Regions from separate parts of the Mus musculus genome. Here region 2 is linked to region 1. The links are chromatin contacts, called in public capture Hi-C maps. All regions are on one chromosome and are shown on one strand. Each heading gives the region's core, a stretch centred on a gene start, on an enhancer-like site or on the middle of the called end of the contact. The rest is flanking DNA. Distances are from core to core; before and after follow the strand shown.

Region 1 (4,767 bases), core at 678-3,177:
TTGGGACCTAGCCCCACAAAACTACTTTGCCTGAATGTCAGGCAATGTGTTGTTTGCAGAGACATGAAGATGGACATCCTCCAGTCTGTTGTACATGGAGTTCCAGGACAACCAACACTACACAGAGAAACTGTGTCAAATATAGAACAAACAAACAAACAAACAAAAGACGATCATCAGCAAAACAGCAGTGGTTCACTTTAAGACTAGATTTTCAGATTTAGAATTCCGTTTTCATTCATCTTCAGGCCTGAGTCATGAGAAATCCTACCAGTTTTTCTCATTCAGAGCACCTAATGAGCACTGTTTTGTATGTGCGCGTCTAACTGTGTAGCTCAGGATGGGCTTAGAACTTACTTCATTATGTTGCGTAATCTAGCTTCATCTTCTTCCTCAGCCTCCTGAGAGCTAATACTACCATGTCTAGCTTATTCATGTAACACTACAATGGCTTTTGGATTTTGGCAAGCCATTCCAGAAGGGAGTTTGAAAGTTATGTAATGTCCTTCCTGGAACACAATGACTGTCGATGAAAGCATCTTTAATAAAGCTGTGCAAAGTTTGGTTCAGGAAAGAAGAGTACAGCAGCACTACTTGAAGATGTGGACACATCTCCAGCATGATCTTGGCGATCTGCCTGGTCTGGTTCTGACATTCTGTTTCTATATTGTTTCCATTCTTGCCAGAATGTGCTTTCTTCTTCCTTCAGTATGTTTTCTTTTCTCCTTGCAGGAACTAGTCTATTTAGATTCTGATTTAGATTTTAACACTCTAAAAGGACAAAACAGTTTGAGTGTGGGCTTCAAAACAAGAATGTATGGTTCAAATGCTGGGCCTGTTCTTTGCCAGCTTTGATCATAGGCAGGTCACTCCACCACACTGTGTCTCAGTGTCCTTATCTGGACATACGGACACAGAAACATCACCTGTCCTCTGGAGATGAACAGATGAATAAAGGAGTTCTATGTCTAGGTCTGAGAATAGAAACTGACACACATCACTTTCAGTATGGGCTATGTTATCATCTAAATGTTTTTGTGTGACAGCTGCCAGCACTAAATTCTTATGTTGAAACTTAATCACCAATCTGACGGATTTAGAAAGAGGGTCCTTGGAGGTAGTCAGGACATGAGGATATACACTTGAGAATAGAATCTATGCTTGTGTTAATTTTAGAGAAGTATGTATGGGGCTACTTCACTCTTCCAACATGTGAGAACACAGTAAGATGGTGTTATCCATGAATGTACCAGGAAGCATGTGGCCTCTCTGACACAAGACCTCAGGCTCCAGAACTGTAAGGAATACTCCACTACTTTCCAGCTATTTTAATTTGGGGTATAGTGTTTTTGATAAATTTCTAGTTTCTTGTTTTCCAATTAACTAATTTTTAAAGTTTTATTTATGTTCATCAATGTTTTGCTGGCATACGTATGGCACCATGTGTGTGCCTAGCGCTCTCAGAAATGAGAAGAGGGCTTCAGATCTGTAACAACTGGAGTATGGATGGCTGTGAGCCACCATATGGTTGGTTTCTGGGAATCAAATCCAAGTCCTCTGCAAAAACAAGCATTCTTAACCTCTGAGTCATCCCTCCAGCTCAGATTTCCACAGTTTTTAAGTGCTTCATTTCAGCATCTTGCCTTGGATAGCCCAACTAGACCAAAACAGGATCTTATTAGTTCAGATTAGAAGAATTCCCCACCACTTAAAAGAATGTCTTCATGCTTCTTCACGCAGGAAGCACTTTATAAACTGAGCCCCACTAATTATATAAAATGGGTCAGTGTGACACTGTCACACCTCCATGTCGCATATTTTACTTTGTCTGTCTTATGATTTTACTCTAGTCTCTCCTTCCCCTATTCCTGTGACTTTAACATGGCTGAACTGAATTCTTAAGCTTTTAATTCCTACAGTCATAGCACTGACTCATGTTAGACTATCGTAATTGGTCCAGGAAGGGAAGAGAAGGGAGTAAACAAGACTATGTAAACTGGCTGAGTTTTAGTGCAAACGCTTGCATTACACCGAGGCAGTGATGAGCTATACTCACCTATGGTCTTCTGGAGTGACAGCCTCACTGCTCGGTGCTACTGATGCAGCTCCAGATCCCACTAACATTGGCTGGGTTAAAAGAAAACAAAATAGGAATGACATTTTACCCTAAAAATGATGAAATTCTAGCATAAATGACAAAAATAGTCTACCTTAAAAATAACAGTATTCTACTCTAAAATGCCATGGAAGAAAAAAACCCACCACTGGATTTAATGAGAATTTATATAAACACAAAAATGCCAAATGTCAACACTGAAAAGCATACTCCGTTTCTTATAAAAAGAATACAGTATTAAAAAATTTTAACAGCCAGAAATAGATTGAAATTAAAACTTTGGTAGTTTCCAATTATTTCAAAAGTGTAAATGTGTCTGTAACTTAATGTAAATAAAACTCTCATTTTCAAAGACACAACAGTAAGCTGTGTGGAAACTTCCACTTGCTTGTACCCCTTGCTCACTCTTTCTTACCCGTCTCCCACATAATCCTCCCTCCTAGCTAGAGCCATGAAGATCTCCCCTCCCCATTAAAAATAATGCTCTTCTGTCACCCGTGCTTGGAGTGACAGTGAAAAGAAGGATAAGCCCCTGGCAATCCTGAGGTCATTAGGATGGCTGGAATTCATCACTTTTGACTATTTTAGATAAACATCTGAACAGAAATAACTAATCAAAGAAGTTCTGAACACTGTAAAAACAAATACCTTCATATTTGCTCATAAAACTCAGTTAAGAGATACAATTACTAAGTGTGTCCTAGCTATATACAGGTCATTAACTTTCTTTTCCATATGTGCATGAGTTCCATAAAGTGCACATTGTATGGTTTTTGTGGGTGCCCTGGCACATGTGTGTGCACTGGGAACTGCCGACGATTAAGTTTCAGGGAACTGGCCACACCTGGCTGTTTATTACAGGTGCTCAAGAGCCAGGACAGAGACCGACCATCTGACCCACAGCCTTCCTGCCTACTGTTCTACTGTCCCCTCATGTGGCCTCGCATGTGTTCCTACACAAGAATCTAGAAAATAAAGAGCAATGAAGACTTAAAGGAGAAACTCAGTATCTTTAAAGTCATTTTACAAGATGCTTCAAAAGTTCCCAGAGCAGTTTCTTTCTCACTAACACTCAAGACAGAGACTCAAGAGTCACTGCAGAAGGTACCCTTACCTTTGAATCTTTTGGCTTCTTTTTCTTGCCTTTGTTTTTTACCTTGATACAACCAAACTAAAAAGATGAAGAAAAAAAAAATCAGTGAATCCTCATATAGTAGAATCATAAATTGCAACAAAAGCGGCCACTTCCATTCTCCTTGACTAGTCATATATTAAGTATATAGTGTTTAGCAAAAGCAGTCAGTCACACAGTGAGCACACTCCTACAAGTACCACTAAGAGCTTAATGACACCTCATGTTACAAGTAAAATGGCTCCAACATTTTAACCTCGACTTCTACAGGGCTTATGTTATTTCAGATAAAGAATCCGACTTTTAGGTAATTCTGATGTGCACGACAACAGTATTTTACAGACACTCCTTTCACTAATAAGTAAACCAGACATCCTGTTTGTGGTCAGACACTGGACAAAAACAACAAATGAGCCGGGCGGTGGTGGTGCTCGCCTTTAATCCCAGCACTCGGGAGGCAGAGGCAGGAAGATTTCTGAGTTCGAGGCCAGCCTGGTCTACACAGAGAAACCCTGTCTAGAACCCCATACCCACCTCACCACCCACAAAAGAAAAAAAAATCACACAAAAAAACCAGCAAATGAAGAGATTCACCTTCTCACAAGGTTTGCTCACTGTTTTTCCACACTCGGCAAGACATATGTACTAGAGAAGTTTAAGACACGTTTCAAGGACAGATTATCCTCAGGCTGGCAAACATGCCTGCTTCTCTTCATGCTTGTCAACTGAAGAGTTCCTAACCTCCTGGAGAGCATGAAGAGCCACAGACCACTCTGCAGCTCTCAGTTAAACCAACAGGGGCTCCTTTGACAACAACACATCATCTTTCTTGATTCAAGAATTCTTCCTTTTCTTTTCCTAAAACGAACGTTTATTAACAGGTCTCACGTAGCCTTGCCTGGCACTGAACTCACTAGGTAGTTGAGGATGATTTTGAATATCTGGTCCTGTTTCTACTTCCTGAGTGGTGGGAATAAAGGCCCGTGCCACTGTGCAGTTATGCACTGCCAAGGATGCAACTCTGGGCTTTGTGCACTCTGGGTACCTCAGCAACTGCACCGCATTCCCAGGCCCTCCGATGGTAAGGCTTCTGTCTCAGTCTAGCATGTGACCTGTGAAGCAGTAAGCCCTAGCCTGGCTTTCCCTCTGCGCCTCTGTCTAACATAAAACCACCAAGGATTCAAGGACTTACCGGCATTTCATCGCTGTCTTGCTTCCTTAGTACAGTGCATCGGCTGTCTGCAGGAAGAAAAGGAGTCTCTGTGAGGTGACTCCATCCCTGTGCTTTCGTATCACGTAGTAAAGCCTTATGAAGCCACTCTGGACTGTCAGCAAGCCTGTGCCCTTTCTCCTCCTGGCTCTGACCATTCAGTTTAAATCCCTGACTAAAGGAGAAGTCAATGGAGAAGCACCCAGTGTCAACCCACGCCAGCATCCTCAGTGCCATCCTGGGAGGTGGTGACACAGGAGTCAGTGCCAACGGACGATTCCATGTTCTACTGCACCCTCCCCAAATCCC
Region 2 (4,767 bases), core at 1,615-4,114, 180 kb before region 1:
AATGGAAGCCTGTGCTGTAATATCCGAAATGAATTCAAGACCACCCAGTACATTCCCCCTTCGAAAAGGACTTTCCAAACTGTACTAGCAGGCCAAGTGCAGGGCCAGATAAGGAAGCTGGCTGACTAAACAAATGTAAAAACATAGTTTTAGCAGTCAAAATGATTAAACCTGCAGCTACCAAAATAATATTAGCTATTCTCAAAGAAATAACCATAACAAGATTAGCAATTCTCCTGCCCCCCACCCCACACTGAATTCTGACAAAGACCTTGTTGCGAGAATCCCCGACATCCCCCTGACGTTAATAGCTGTGACGTTAATAGCTGTGACGTTAATAGCTGTGACGTTAATAGCTGTGACGTTAATAGCTGATTCATAAGTTCAAAATGTACTATTACTTTGCTGACCAAATCATAATAACCCACGTTGGGGGCAAGCAAAGTGAGGGACTAGGCCAAAGGGTTACTGAGTCACTATACAAACCAACCAATGCCTGAAAGGGTTACTTGCTACACCAATGAGAACCTTGTTGCTCAAATCTGCCCCTTACAAAGGTATAAAAAGTGTGTTCTTTCTCTGTTTTGGGTCTCTCCTCTGGCCTGTGTGATGAAAGAGGAGTCCCCAACATGTTGGATCAATAAAAATCCTCATGCATTTTGCAGCAATGGCGGCGGTCTCTGTGATCCTGTGAGTAAGGGTCTTTTGATAAACTCCAACAGTGCCTCATTCTGGACTGTTTCCTTTTGTGCACTGAACTTCTTCCCCTTGTAGATGTCTTTTCCACATGTCTTACACCTCATGTTGAAGGGGGCCATCAGCCATACCACATACTGCCGGTCCTTGGGTAACTTGAGTTTTGGGATCTTTGATGGGTCAAAGTCAGGTGGGTAGTATTTAAAACTTTCTGTTCCGACATCTCTGCTTCCTGTTCAACAAACAAGTGAAGAAGCTGTTCTCTTAGTCCTCGCAGAGTTTCTCTGATTACGGTAATTCTGCTTAGTCTGTAGTCCAACGAATAATGGGCAGCTGTGGATAGGAAGTCCAATCGTCTACCAGTTACTCAGTCCCTCAAGGCTACTTGTTTCAGCTGGTAGATTCCAACAGATGTGCTGGCAAGTAAATGCAAGCAGAAGAATTCTTGAGTGAATCTTCCTTCTTCCAATGACCTCATGTAGGTCTCCAGCAAAAGGTGTGGCCCAGGTTAAAGGTGTGTACCACCATGCCTGGATCTGTGACTTGCTTTGTCCCAGATGACCTTGAACTCAGAGATCTCCTTGCCTTAGTCTTCTGGGATTCATAGCCACTGTGCCTCAAGATCTCCGTGCCAAGATCCAGGTCAGAAGCTTCTATCTCCCAGCCTCAAGATCAGGATCACAGGTGAGCCTTCCAATTCTGGATTGCAGTTCATTCTGGATGTACTCAAGTTGACAACCAGGAATAGCCACTATACCCCCTGATACACAGGCAAAACTGTTCCACTTCAGGAAATATCCTTGCATTATTCTTGTTGCTGTATGATGAAACTTCTCTGCCTTTCTTCAGTAACTATTACTTTCTCTGGAATGTTTAGGGTATATACTTTGAAATTTAGTTTTGTTGAGTTGTAACATTTTTCTGCATGCAATTAACTACCTGCTTATCTAAAGAAATTTTCATTCTAAAGTTCAAACCTCTTTTTTGCACCATTTATTTATTCGAGGCAGGGACTTTTTCATCTGTTTCCCTGACACAGGGTACCGTGCATCCCAGGTTGGCTGAGGATGACAGGCTTCTGGCCCTCTGCTCTTCTTGCCTGCTCCTCCAAGTGCTCCAGCACAGCTCGGCTGGCCTGCTGGGCACAGCGCAGCGCAGCCTCACTCACAATGAGCAGTCACTCTGTCAACTCACCTAAACCTCCAGCACCTAGGTGGGGGTTTTCCCTCTTTTCTTTCCTCCATCAATCCTACAGATTCTCTGGGCTTTCTCTAAGACATCAGGTCAGCAGGCATTTTTTTCTGCTGTGTTTTTTTTAACTATCTACGTAATGCTCTGTTATTCAGTTTTTCCTTTTTAAACGGTTTTAAAGATTATTTTTATTTTATTTTATATATATGAGTGTTTTGTCTGCATGTATGTATGTATGTATGTATACCATGTATGTGCCTGATGTCCATGTAGGTTCTGGAATTACAGTTAAAGTGATTGTGAGCTGTCGTGTGGGTGTTGTGGGCTGCAGCCAATTCATTATGTGCTCTTAAGCACTAAGCATCTCTGCAGTCAGCATGACAGCTAGCATCGATAAATCCAGCACTTCACATACCAAGGCTGAAGATTTGGGGTTCCAAGCCATCCTGAGCTTGGATGCAATCAAAAACCTACGTCAAAATAACAATAACAACAACAACAACAACAAAAGCAGCAGCAACAAAGGTGGCAGTGCCGACGCTGACCTCTACACCAGTGAGGAATCTGCATACTTGTCTGATAATCTTTGCGAAAACGGTAAATCTATACAGCGTTATATAAAATGTACTGCTATGAGGGAACAGCGAGATGGCTCAGTGAGTGCAAACCATCTGAGTTTGATCCCTGCATCCCACAAGGTGGCAGTAGAGAACCTACTCCTGACCGCTGTCCTCTGACCTCCACACAGCAGACGTAAAACACTCCCGGGAGGCTGGGATTCTGTCCTCAGGAAGCATTCTCTCTCTCTCCTGTTCTCAGGAAGGAGGTCAAAATATAGATTAAAATAAATAAGATCTCCTGTATTTTCATCTTCCCCAATTTTCCTTTCTTTTGTCCAAGATGATTCCACAACTGCTCAATTGGAGTCTATTTACAATAGTCTCTGCTTTGGCCAGAAAGGCAGCTTTAACTGGTTTTGGGAATCAGGAAACGCATACACACTTTGTTGGCTTCTCTGATATTCTCAGACTCGCATGATATGCTTCTGTGGGAGTCTTTGCTGGTAAACTTGGAACTCTTGGGATTCTTATTAAGCCCACTGTGCTTCCTTTCTTCTGCACAAACCCTGATACCACACCACTGTGATAGTTACTACATTGCTCCTACCCACTTCTCTCTACTGTTTTCCACCAAGTATCGTAGATGCGTTTATGGCATTGGAGGTTTTACCCATCTAGGTGTTTTCTGCCCACTTTTAGAGGAAAAAGGAAGTACCTATGTTAAGCTGTAACTCTGTAGAACCCTCACAGTATTTTGTATGTGTATGTGCATATTCATGTGTGTCTGGTGCCTACCAAGGCCAGATGAAGTGCCAGATCCACTAGAACTGGAGCTCTGGGTGGGAATCACACCAGTGCCTTCTCAAAGAGCGGACTCACTTCGCCAGGCCCTCACTCTCTTAGGTGTACAATGGGCTGGTCGGTATTTGTCAACTTGATACAACCAGACATATCTGAGAAGAGGGGATGCTAATATAGAAAATGCCTCTGTAAGACTGGTCTAAAAGACCAATCTGTGGAGTACTGTCTTGATTACTGACTGAAGGAGGGGGACCTAGCCCACTGTGGGTGGGGCCACCCCTAGGGAGGTCATCCTGGATGGCTTAAGAAAGCAAACTAAACAAGTACAGCAGCAAGCACATTTCACCACTGCTTCTGCTTCAGGTGGTTCCTGACTTCCTTCATTGATAGACTACGATGTGAAACTGTAAGCTAAAATAAGCTCATTCCTCCCCAAGCTCCTTTTGGTCATCATATTTTATCACAAAAAAAAGAAGACACCTAACTAGACAGACATTTACAAATTGGCCTTAAAATAAAAATAAAACGCTATAAGGACCAGTAAAATGGAATTTCCCCAAAACCCACACTGTAGTGAAGAACTGGCTAAGGCACGTGATCTTCTGACGTCCACGGGCACACTGTGGCAGAAGAGCATACCCACACATAGATAACGTCATTTTAAACATGTAATGAAAGTAAACATCTGCTTTTTTCTAAATTTAGTAGAGGTCTTACTACGTGTCTGTGTTCAGATATTTTTAAAGATTTATTTATTATATGTAAGTACACTGTAGCTGTCTTCAGACACACCAGAAGAGGGCGTCAGATCTCATTACAGATGGTTGTGAGCCACCATGTGGTTGCTGGGATTTGAACTCAGGACCTTTGGAAGAGCAGTCAGAGCTCTTAACCACTGATCCATATCTCCAGCCCTCATATTTTTATTTTATACTATATTTCATAAAAAACTTTATACTGTGTATGCACATGACACAATCAGCATTGCTTCTGCTTAGAAAATAAAAGCTAAAATCACAAAACAAGACCTGAAAAGAAATGGCAAATAATGAGGACCAGACCCTGAAGAGTGCATGCAGCAGACCATGAGAGCGGCTTGTGCATGAACTCTGGTAAGATGGCAGCTCTCCTGGAGACCCTGCAGACACACGTGGAGCAAAGGGTTCTAAGCACAGCCCTGGCCTGTAACGCAGGAAAAGGAGCCGCCATGACTTTTCACCTTCTGTGTATCTGAAACAGCTGAGCAGACGCTGCACCTCATGCTCCAGACAGTGCTCTCCCTGCCAACCCGATACAGCACTCCCTGCAACAACACTGCCACCAGAGACCCCAGGAAAGCCTAATGCTGGAAAGTGAGAGCTTATGTGACTTACATTAGTGAGAGCTTTAGAGTGTTCCAAATCACATGACCTGAGCTACATGCTCTTCAATACCTGTTAGTCATTTGTAAAACTGAGAATATTAATTTAAAAAACAGCTGGAGGCTGCAGAGTTAGCTCAGTGGTTAAGAACACTTGTT

What was found. Capture Hi-C pulls out chosen DNA fragments and counts their contacts.
Region 2: a contact with region 1 is called in a capture Hi-C map of embryonic stem cells, with 3 times the contacts expected there. The contact joins two enhancer-like sites. A contact is called at or near these places in 7 of 39 promoter capture datasets (the C10 cell line, cranial neural crest, embryonic stem cells and 3 more), 2 of 15 datasets of contacts at CTCF or cohesin (the NIH/3T3 cell line and large pre-B cells), 7 of 484 Hi-C or Micro-C datasets (the G1E-ER4 cell line, the HPC-7 cell line, bone marrow-derived dendritic cells and 4 more), 2 of 115 datasets of contacts at active chromatin or transcription factors (the HPC-7 cell line and bone marrow-derived macrophages) and 4 of 9 other capture datasets (adipose tissue, embryonic stem cells, liver and 1 more).

Annotation. Positions count from the first base shown.
Region 1 is chr16:94,432,836-94,437,602 of GRCm38.p6, reverse strand. It overlaps Ttc3 (tetratricopeptide repeat domain 3), which reads right to left. Exons shown (of 46, transcript NM_009441.2): 29 at 4,441-4,487; 30 at 3,231-3,287; 31 at 2,057-2,127. Among named protein-coding and RNA genes, the nearest start is that of Gm23692, 6.1 kb to the right of the region's middle. Within about 2 kb of position 1,927, at least 55 of the 459 cell types and tissues checked have an H3K27ac peak or open chromatin away from gene starts, as enhancers often do.
Region 2 is chr16:94,616,533-94,621,299 of GRCm38.p6, reverse strand. The region is part of intron 2 of Dyrk1a (dual-specificity tyrosine-(Y)-phosphorylation regulated kinase 1a); the gene reads right to left. Among named protein-coding and RNA genes, the nearest start is that of Dyrk1a, 49 kb to the right of the region's middle. Within about 2 kb of position 2,864, at least 35 of the 459 cell types and tissues checked have an H3K27ac peak or open chromatin away from gene starts, as enhancers often do.